2 separate regions of the Mus musculus genome follow, and region 1 is linked to region 2. The links are chromatin contacts, called in public HiChIP or PLAC-seq maps. All regions are on one chromosome and are shown on one strand. The core of a region is the stretch at or near the end of the contact, and the rest is flanking DNA. Distances in the headings are between cores, read along the strand shown.

Region 1 (5,628 bases), core at 596-3,095, 240 kb before region 2:
AGAAGAGGGCATCCGATCTCATTACAGATGGTTGTGAGCCACCATGTGGTTGCTGGGATTTGAACTCAGCACCTGACTGCTCTTAATCGCTGAGCCATCTCCAGCCCGGCTTTCTCCTTTTCTTTCTTTCTTTTTTTTTTTTTTTTTTTTTGTTTTTTTTTTTTTTGTTTGTTTGGGTTTTTTTGTTTTTCGGGACAGGGCTTCTCTGTATACCCCTGGCTGTCCTGGAACTCACTCTGTTGACCAGGCTGGCCTTGAACTCAGAAATCCGCCTGCCTCTGCCTCCCGAGTGCTGGGATTAAAGGTGTGTGCCACCACGCCCAGCCAGCTTTCTCCTTTTCTAATGTGGGATTTCACCATCTCTCCTAGTTTGGTCTTTAACTTGATGGGCTCAAGTGGTCTTCCTACCTCAGCCTCCCTGGTAGTTGGGACTGTAGGCATATGCCACAAAACCTAGCTATTCTATCCATTTGATCATTTGCTCTCCCTCCATTCCTCTTTTTTCCCTTCCCCACTCCTTTCTTCCTTCCCAGAAACACTGAGAATTAAGCCCATATTGCTCTTGCTAGGAAAGCCCTCTACCCTGAGCTACTCCTTCAAGCCCTCCCACCCACTGATTTCCACTTGTCTTTACATATAAGGAGTGTTTCTTGTGAAGAACACACAGATGGTTCTTGCTTTCTATTTTCCTTTATCACACCAACAATTCTCTACCGTTTGTTTGTTTTTATTTTTCGAGACTGGGTTCTGTGTAGCCTTGGCTGTCCTGGAACTCACGCTATAGACCAGGCTGACCTCAAACTCAGAGATCCGCCTGCCTCTGCCTCCCAAGTGCTGAGATTAAAAATTTGAACCATGGGGCTCGAGAGATGGCTCAGCGGGTAAGAGCACCCGACTGCTGGTCCGGAGTTCAAATCCCAGCAACCACATGGTGGCTCACAACCATCCGTAACGAGATCTGACTCCCTCTTCTGGAGTGTTTGAAGACAGCTACAGTGTACTTACATATAATAAATAAATAAATCTTAAAAAAAAAAATGTTTGAGCCACCACTGCTCAAAAGAGTCATGTTATTCAGCTGCTTGCCCAGAGAAGTGACTTCCTCAGGTCTGTGTGTAGTGAGGGAAAGTGGCCAGAGGACGCTCTTTCTACTTATTGAAAATATTTTGCCAGCCAGTGGTGACGCACGCCTTTAATCCCAGGACTTGGGAGGCAAAGGCAGGAGGATTTCAGAGTTCAAGGCCAGCCTGGTGAGTTCCAGGACAACCAGGGCTACACAGAGAAACCCTGTCTTGAAAAAACAAAACAAAACAAAAAAAGGAAAACCATTTTTTTTAACAGTTTCTACTTCGAATCACTCTCCATTTTGTACCAAGCATTTCTGAGCCGGGCCTGACATCTTTCTAGCATGTCCTGGTGAACATCATGCTCTTTGTTGGGACTGTCCTTCACAGCTGTCTCTCTTCCAGGCTCCATACCTTGCAAAACACTGCCAAAATCTGAGTCTTAATTTCAGTGAAGAAACTACTTTAAATTATTAATTAACCAAACATTGTTCTCTGTGTGTGCATGATTCCCTCATGTGTGGGCACTCATCCCATGGTGTGCGTGCAGAGATGAGAGGAAACTCTGCGGGGGTTCTTGCTTGCTTGCTTGCTTGCTTGCTTGCTTGCTTGCTTGCTTGCTTGCTTTCCCTCTTTCTGTGAGTTCCAGGGATGGAGGCCCGTTCACTCAGCTTGCGAGGTGAGCACCTTTCCCCGTTGAGCCATTTTACCAGGCACTCTCTTCACTAAGGGCTCCATGGCTTACGGTTTCTCTTCATTCACTGCCCTCTGGCGGGGGAACAGGAAGTAGCAGCCTTTTACCATTTTGATCCTGGAGGGCACAAAGTCCATGAGAGAGCTGCTGAGATACTGCAGAACAGCGGGTGAGAACAGATACCATTTTCTCCTGCAGGCTGCTCTGGACCGTGCACGCATGGCCTCTCCTCTTGAATTTTGAGGTGCGGAGGATCCGAGTCATTTAGAAGTTACTTTAGGTTCTAAGACAAGTGGATTGGTTTGGTTTTGTTCATTTATTTTATGTATATGAGTACACTGTAACTATCTTCAGACACACCAGAAGAGGGCATCAGATCCCAGGACAGATGGTTGTGAGCCACCACGTGGTTGTTTGAAATTGAACTCAGGACCTCTGGAAGAGCAGCCAGTGCTCTTAACTGCTAAGGCATCTCTCCAGCCCTGCCCCCCCCCCCTTTGTTTTTAAATGTTACTAAGTATCATTGTGCATGAGTCACAAACATATGTAGAAGATAGAGGACAACTTGAGGGAACTGGTTCTCTCCTTCTACCAAGGGAATCCTGGCCTTGAACCTCAGCTTATCTGACTTGGTGGCAGGTGCCTTGACCTGCTGAGTCATCCTTGGCTTGCCTCTTCTTGTTCTTGTTGTTAGTATTCTATTTACTGGACCACACTAGGTTCTTGACTTGTAAGAGGATTAATGTTCAATTTTATTTTAATTTTGAAAATTGATAAGAATTTATGATTGCAAATTGGGACACGTTATTTGATTTTAAAGAGACACAGAGACACACACATACACCCATTTCTGCTCATGAAATCCAGTACTCTCCTGTCCCTGCATGGAGACAGAGCAGTTAGCACTACTTCCCCTCCACACAAACACACACACACACACACACACACACACACACACAAACACACCTTTTTCCCAGCATAGATGCCTCGGGCCCTTGGAGAGGGCCGACAAATGGGAGCACGGCCTGGTCCCCGAATATTACAATCCCTCTTTCATGACAGCACCCCCTTCCCTCCCGTGAGTAAAAATCAGCATTTCTGTGGTACAGATGGCTCCTGCCCTTGAAGGAAGCAGGAGCCAATATCCTTGAAGTGATAAAAAGCCCACTCTTGGACTATGAGAAAGAGGCAATTAAGTGTTCCCAGACAGCTGAGACCAGTTTGCAAAAATGCACCAGCCTCTGATAATGGAGTGAGTTTCTTTTTCCCAGGTCAGGAAGGCCCCTGTCCAGCTGCGCAGTCCACCCTGCTGTCTAAACAAATGTTATCAGGTTTGAAAGATAGCATTCCTTCACCGCCTCCCCAATCATGTCATGTAACACCAAAGCTTGATAATCCCAGCTTATGCATACATATATGTGTGTGTGTGTGTGTGTGTGTGTGTGTGTGTGTGTGTGTGTGTGTGTGTATGGTGTGTGTGTACGGTGTGTGTGTGTGTGTGTGTGTGTGTGTGTATGTTGTGTGTGTGTGTGTGTGTGTGTGTGTGTGTGTGTGTGTGTGTGTTTATCAAGCTTCTCAAGCCCCTAGACTGGATCATCACACTCCTAACCAGGAAAGGCTTGCAATCTGGGTCAGACTCATATACTAAAGACTCTCTCTTGGACTTGCAATTCCTGGCAGTCTCCTGAGATTCTCATGAACTGGGCATAACAATTTAGATACCTGTTTTCTGATTTGGGGGTTGGGGGTTGTTTAGGTTTTTGTTTGTTTGTTGTTTTGTTTTTTGTTTTGTTTTTGAGACAGGAATTCTCTGTGTAGCCCTGGCTATCCTGGAACACACTCTGTAGACCAGGCTGGGCTCGAACTCAGAAATCCGCCTGCCTCTGCCTCCCAAGTGCTGGGATTAAAGGCGTGCGCCACCACTGCCCAGCCAAACCTAAATGTGATATATCTGATCTTCTTGCTTCCACCTCTTGAGTGCTGGACTGACATACTTTTTTTTAAGACTGATTTATTTATTTTATGTATATGAGTAGCTGTACAGATGGTTGTGAGCCATCATGTGGTTGCTGGGAATTGAACTCAGGACCTCTGCTCACTTCGTCCCCACTCGTTCCAGCCCGAAGATTTATTTATTATTATATGTTAAGTATACTGTAGCTGATTTGACCTCAGGACCTCTGGAAGAGAAGTCAGTACTCTTAACCGCTGAGCCATCTCATCAGCCCATGACATATTTTTGAAGCTTTGACTTTATTAAATCCACCAACAACCAGACATATATAAAACAACAAAATCCCTAAAGGTAAGAAAAGCTAAAAAGGGGCTGGTGAGATGGCTCAGAGGGTAAGAGCACCGTCTGCTATTCCGAAGGTCCTGAGTTCAAATCCCAGCAACCACATGGTGGCTGACAACCATCCGTAATGAGATCTGATGCCCTCTTCTGGCGCATCTAAAGACAGCTACAGTATACTTATGTATAATAATAAATCTTTGGGCCCAGAGCGAGCAGGAATGACCAGAGCGAGCAGAGGTCCTACAAATTCAGTTCCCAACGACCATACCCTCTGTGTTCTCTGGTATTTTAAATCCTACAAGACTAAGCTATTAAATAAATTCATGTCCTCCCAGAGGGCACATTTTGCATAACCAGTGATCTAACTACCATATATCCATCCCTTATTTCTGTCAGATATTGTCCTGGAATGAAAACAGGCTGACCAGTCCTTGTCAGGGAATGACAGCCTGATAGGGATGATATAGGAGAATCGGACCAGCTTTTGATTATAGTGAATTGTACAGATTTCATTAGTAAAGGATTAGGTTACCATAGTCAAGAATGTACATTTTTATATGTACTTGTTTGATGATGCATACATTCAAATTGAAGCAATGCAAGAAAAAACTTGGCATGTGTGGTCCCTGAGCAGAGATGACAGAAACTCACGAGCACTTTCTATTTTTGTGAGGCAACATGTCGTAGTCATAATGTGTGGGCATTTGGCCTCAGAAAAGCCTGGGTTTGATCCCCATCTCTATCTACTCTGCTTGCATTAAGCAAGTCTTCTAACTCTGGACCTCAGTTCTTTGCTTTTAATAGCAGAGAGGGAACTTTGAGATGATTGCAGAGGCCAGTCCAGACAGAAGACTACGTGGGGTGAACTGCAGTTGTTGTCTGATGGGAAGCTGGCAGGCTGCTGTGCTGTCCCTGCACAGCTGGGCTAAGTGATTCCAAAGTAGCCAAAGAGGGTCTTAGGTGTGAATGCTGGATCCAGAAGCAACTTTTTGGGGAAAATAATCCTGACAAGTTTAAGAGCAATGGCATTGTTCTTCAGTTCTGAAGCCAAGAGACTAGATGGCCACCTTGTAACCTGCTGTCTGGAACAGCCTCACTGAGCCGCCCCTTTCCCTACTCCTCCTTCAAAATAAGAGCACAGATGGTGTACGCAAGATAGTCAAGGTTTCACACTACCAAGTTCTACTTGGGGTGGGGATTTATTTAAGGACCATTAACACAGCCTGACCGCTAGAGTATTGGCAGTCTTGTCCAAAATCAGCTTTGAATATATCCCTGCATTCCCTTCTGACAATGGAGCTGTAACACTGGAGATCTATTAATGGAGCCCACGGAAGCCTCTAGGGAAGACCCTGGTATTCAATAAGATTTCCTCATCCAAAGATGAAGCATGGGCTCAGTGGTTAAGAGCACTGACTGCTCTTCCAGAGGTCCTGAGTTCAAACCCCAACAACCACATGGTGGCTCACAACCATCTGTAATGGGGTCTGATGCCCTCTTCTGGTGTGTCTGAAGACAGTGACAGTGTACTTAGATACATAAAATAAGTAGATCTTTAAATATATATATATATA
Region 2 (5,437 bases), core at 1,435-3,934:
CCACAAGCAGAAAGAGCAATGAACAGTCTGTTAAGAGATTTGTCACTCATTTCAGACTTACCACCTCTTACCATAGTCCAGTTAATTTGCCTGATTCCTCTCTAATGTACACACTTTGTTTATTCATCTGTTGACCAAAATTCAGGTTACTTCTCTTCTGCCTTTTAACTTTATTTGGGCCTTTAAAAAACTGACATTAAAAACAAAACAAAACAAAAAAACAACCCTGCATACTTATGGTGTGATTATTTTGACAGGTATATACAGTATAAATCAACCCCCTTAACATACCCATCATCTTATCCATTATGAGAACATTTAAATCTCTTTTGGAATCTTAAAATATATAACATTATTCTGATAACACAGCTGAATCATTTTTGGTTTTGAGCTAGGGTCTCTCTACATAGCCCTGGCTATTCTAGAGCAACCTATATAGACCAGGGTGCCTCAAACTCATAGAGATCCACTGCCTCCCAAGTGCTGGAATTCAATTTGTGTGCTACCATGCTCACCTGACAGTTGAATCTTAAGGATATTACATGATATTAAAGAAACTAGGTGTGGAAGGATAAATGTTCTACCTTCTGCTTATGTGAGGTATTCAGAATGGGGATTCTTGGAGAAAGAAAGAAGAACAGAGGTTACCAGGGGGTGGGGACAGAGTGAATACAGAGCTAGTGTTTCATGGGTACAGGGTTCCTATGTGAGTTCATGGTAGGTTCTAGAAATCGATAGTAGTGATAGTTATATAACACTGTGAGTTATGTAACCAAATTTGGCCAAAAGAGTACAATACAAGAGAGACACAGAGACAGATTGACAGACAGACAGACAGACAGACAGACAGACAGAATGAGTCCCACAACACAGAGAAAAAAATGATTTCTCCCGACCTACCATCATGGCTAAATTCTAGCAAAGCCTACTGGTATTCAACTACGACAGAGAATAAGGAGAACCACATCTACTTTTTCTCTGGGCAGCTGTGACTCAGCACTTTCCTTGGCTTTAAACCAGTGACTACCCAGAGGAATTCACTAAGGCAGAGGCACCTGCAGTAAGCGCGCATGCTCTCAACACCATCCTCTACTTCATCTCTCGGCTGGACTTCCCCTCACCTTCCCCTGTAAGATGAATCATTAGTGACCTTCAGTTTTAAAGTAAAAATCTCCAAGAATAATTATATCCCAAATTTCAAATCATGCTACAATAACCATCTTGTGACACCCAGGTCTAAACATATAATGAAGCTGTTGCAACCACCTTATTTCCCCATTTGGACGGCAGTCCATAACAAGCTCCACTTCCCAGCAAACACCCAGCTGTAACATCAAATCCGGAGGAACTGCCTTTGAAAATAGTAATAGCTGTTCTGAGTTAATTGTTTTAATTTTTAGAACAATGCAGCCCTCTCTGAAACCATGAGGCAAACCACAGAATGAAACTGATCACAGGCCAGAAGGTAAGCATGGAGGAACAGAATAGACTACATTCTGGAATGTGAGAGCTCAGGTGTCCAAAGCTCATCCAAGATGAAGAGTGCCCTTCTTTCCACTGTTGCATCTCAGCACCTCTCATTGCAAAGCTGTCTGCAACGACGTTTCTGCCTGGCTTGACTGGGAAAGCTATAAGCCCAGCAAGTGCAACAAACAACAGGAGCAACAACAACAACAAAAAGAGTTCCGCTTATATAACTGTAAGCTGTCTTAAATTCTAGAGTCCTCGTCCTGGTCCTTCCTGATTACCTTGTTCACATGTGATTAACAATGACATGGATATCCAACTACATGAAGTTTGACTCAAGCAAAGGATAATATGTGGGACTCTGGAAATACTGCCTGAGTTTACAAGGATCCCTCAATAGGAGAAACAGGGAACCAATACAGTTTTGGCTCACATGATAGAAAAATCATGATCATAAAACTAGTAAAAATATACTAAGCAAGAAAATATTCCAACGAAGAAGCATTGGCTACTGTCAAGCATTTATTCCTTTATTTATAAAGGAAAAACACATTCTTCAATGTTTTGACTAGTAGTCTTCCTCCACAGGAGGCTTTAAAGAAACACAGAACTGACCCCAAAGACAAACAGGATTTCCTACTGCATACTTCTACAACAATGTAACTGCTTTTAACTGTACTCATAAGAAACTACTTCTCTTAACTTTATGCACAGAAATCGCATTCAAACCAAAATTCAACTTTTACCATATTTTATATACAATTACAATACCTAACTATTAACTTCTAATTATCTTGTTCATGTCCTGAAGACATTACAGGAAAAAAACAAAACGTATCACAGGAAAACTTGTTTCTTCCTCTACTCGGTCATATAATCTATACATTAGTAACATTACACTACCTCCACGGACAAGATGCCATTGCGTTCTCAATAAAAGACAGTGGCAAGAAGCAGTGAAAACAGAGACAAGAGAAAGAAAAGTGGTAACATGACTCACGCGGGGCTCCTACAACGAAGCAGTTGGCAGGAGCAAGCTTCCAGCCCTCCTGCAGCACAGGCGAGGTGCAGAGCCAGTGGGCTGTACTGCTCTGAAATGTGGGGTGGAGACTGACAAGAGGGGACCGGGAAGAGACACTCACTCAGTCAGAAGCTGGTGAAGTTCGTGATAACCTCGCTCCAGTGCCAGGCTCACAGGCGTTGCCCCTTCCTTGTTGTGGATGCTGAGAGCTCCACGGCCACCTGGCTTCTGTAACAGGAACCATGTCAACCGCAGCAGTCCCAGCCGCACAGCAAAGTGCATCAGGGTTTCCCGAGGGCCACCGTCTGTGAACGGGGGAAGAGCATGAAAATTAAAGCCTGTAACAACCACCACCAACAAAGAGCCAAACCCCACTGGCAATAGAAGACCAGTCTAGGCAGACACACTGTTGCCTTCAAGTATCTAGCACCGTGAAGGTCATCTGTAACATGCAGCCAACAACTTTATTCCAGGTAAAAATCGCCTTTCAAGTAAAGGCAAAAATAAAGCTAGAAAAAAATTGTGACACAAAATCTTCAACAGCAGACAAATACGCACATAGAGAACCAAGCCATAGCTGTGCTTTTTCAGAGAGGTTAATACAGGTGTCCCCACTATGCTCCTTCCATTAAAAAACAAACAAACAAACAAACAAACAAAACCAAAAACAAAACAAAAACAAAAAAACGACAACAATAATAGAAGTAAATGCAGTTCCTTGGATCTAAGGTGAACAGTTTTCAGGACTCAAATGGGTATAATCTGAAGGGTATAATTACTTTTTAAAGAACGCTCAGACAGGAATTGGCTAGTTAAACACTACAAACAGGTTAGACTTGTTAAGTACATACAGGTCTTTAGTCCCTCACACTAAGGGCATATCGAATTTCTGGCACTACCAACCTTGTGTTTGCTTAATGAGAAAACGAAATGAATCTTCAGGTACAATGGGATGAACTGTAAGACTACACTAATAACTTTCGGCGAGAAAACAAGTGCTTGGGCTGAGTTCACTAGAAATGAGGGATCCTTCTTGGCATACTGGGTCACTAAGAGTGTGGGTAGGACAAGAAAGGGCTTCAGATCAGGCAAAAGTGGGTCCAGGCCTGGCCTTAATCATAGAAGTGACTAGGCATGGCTCACTTGCTTCTCAGAGCTTCACTTTCATATTCCCGTGAGCAAGCCACCATCCCCTCACTGAGAGCTGCTGTAACAGAGAAGGGTAGGTGAAATGCTAGACTAACGCCTGGCTGTAGGGTCCTTCACCCTTTCTCTGCCTCTGGCCCTGTTCTTGGGCTTCGAAGTACATGCTAACTTCACTAGCAACACCCTTTTCCTAGCTCATTGTCTTGTGTGAGGGCAGGTCCTAGGGCCAAAGCATTCTAGACTTCTTGGATGAACCTAGTGTTTTCCTTTTGTCAGATTCTTCTATATGTGAATATCACAACAGGAGTGAACAATGAGGTGCATTTTTTAAAAATAATTTTTAAAAAGAGATTTCATTTCTTTGGGGCTGGGGGACTTTTCACGACAGTGCAGTATCTGAGAGAAGAGGGAGCTGGAGTTCCAGGGAGCTGTGAGCACCTTGACTTGAGTGTTGGGAACTGAACGCAGGTCCTCTACCAGTTCTTAATCACGGAGATATTTATCCAGTCCCGAACTCACTGTTTCCTAATGTCACTTGCCTGTGACCAATATAAATTTCATTAAAAGCAAATGGTCTTTCATGTTTCTCTCCCAAATCCTATTTATGCATGGATCAACTCAAGATTTGCTATGTGTTCAAGCACAAATGGAGACTAAAATCAATGCTTCAGGGATGGGGCAGGGGTGCAGGGGACTGCTCAAGAACAGAACACTTGCTGAGCAAACATGGGGGCTGGGTTTGATTCTCAGGATTCTTAAGAACTAAACCTTACTCCCACAAGAAACCAGAGAAAATAATGTCCTTGAAGAAATAATTATGTTTCCAATCATAAAGCTTTAATAAATATAGCCTCTGAAGAAGTGGCAAGACTTAGAGAAAAGGCAGAAAAAACTCTCATCAGTATTAAATACTTCTGACTTGTGCTTTATGCCTCTCACAAACATCCTGACAACCTTATCAAAACACCAAAGTGCTAAGCACTTACAGACCAGGAAATATGTGGGTATGTTTTTTCCAGAGCTGGTTAAGTCCAGCCTTATCAGGTATTATGTCCTTAAAGTAGCTTCCTTTCCAGCCTCTACTCTTTTAAGTTCCTTTGTTCTGAGTCACCATAAGGCGAGTTACCATAAAGCCCAAAGCCCAATGCGGCTGCTTTCAGCCCCACTCCCCATCTTCTATTAGCATTTAAAGCACATGTAATTTGGAAGAACAATGCATTCATCAGATATTCAACAACTTATGTCCTACAATAAATATTCTATCAATGTATTTGCTTTATCAAGTATTTATTCTTCAAGTATTTACTCATTCAAAGGGAGCTGAAGACACCAGACTAACTTGATGGGTACCATCAACTAGAATTCAATATGGGAATTAAATGACTAAGATACAGGAAAATACAAGTATAACATTTGATACTCTTTTGAGACAAGGTCTCACTATGTAGTTCTGCCTGTCCTAGAACTCGCTATAAAGACCAGTCTGGCCTTGAAACTCAGAGAGATCTGGCTGCTTCTGCTTGTCGTGTGCTGGGATTAAAGGCAAGTACCACCACCTCTAGCCCATTTGACACCTGGATTGTCAAACTCCCATCAAAATGTAGAACATTATGAACATCACACAAAGTTCCTTTATGCCCTTTTCTGGTCAGGGCTTCATTACTAAAGCCAACCACTACTTTGAGTTTTTCATGCTTTTTGCCTATTTGAAAAGTTCATATAAGTGAAATGCTACATAAGGCTACTTTCATCTTTTCTGAGATTTACAATACAGCTGTCATGTGGTGTTCCATTTTATTTTTG

What was found. HiChIP or PLAC-seq counts read pairs in DNA pulled down with a chosen protein or histone mark.
Region 1: an H3K4me3 HiChIP or PLAC-seq map of pro-B cells shows a contact between it and region 2, with 4 times the contacts expected there. The contact joins two enhancer-like sites. A contact is called at or near these places in 5 of 484 Hi-C or Micro-C datasets (the Ba/F3 cell line, the N1E-115 cell line, embryonic stem cells and 2 more) and 3 of 115 datasets of contacts at active chromatin or transcription factors (the SCID.adh cell line, large pre-B cells and pro-B cells).

The regions. Positions count from the first base shown.
Region 1 is chr7:75,824,303-75,829,930 of GRCm38.p6, reverse strand. The region is part of intron 1 of Gm51489 (a long non-coding RNA gene); the gene reads right to left. Among named protein-coding and RNA genes, the nearest start is that of Gm51489, 4.6 kb to the right of the region's middle. Within about 2 kb of position 1,845, at least 36 of the 459 cell types and tissues checked have an H3K27ac peak or open chromatin away from gene starts, as enhancers often do. A contact at or near this core is called in the Ba/F3 cell line and pro-B cells, where this site is marked.
Region 2 is chr7:75,583,513-75,588,949 of GRCm38.p6, reverse strand. Akap13 (A kinase (PRKA) anchor protein 13) reads right to left here. Exons shown (of 37, transcript NM_029332.1): 5 at 2,610-2,793. Among named protein-coding and RNA genes, the nearest start is that of Akap13, 130 kb to the right of the region's middle. Within about 2 kb of position 2,684, at least 178 of the 459 cell types and tissues checked have an H3K27ac peak or open chromatin away from gene starts, as enhancers often do. A contact at or near this core is called in the Ba/F3 cell line and pro-B cells, where this site is marked.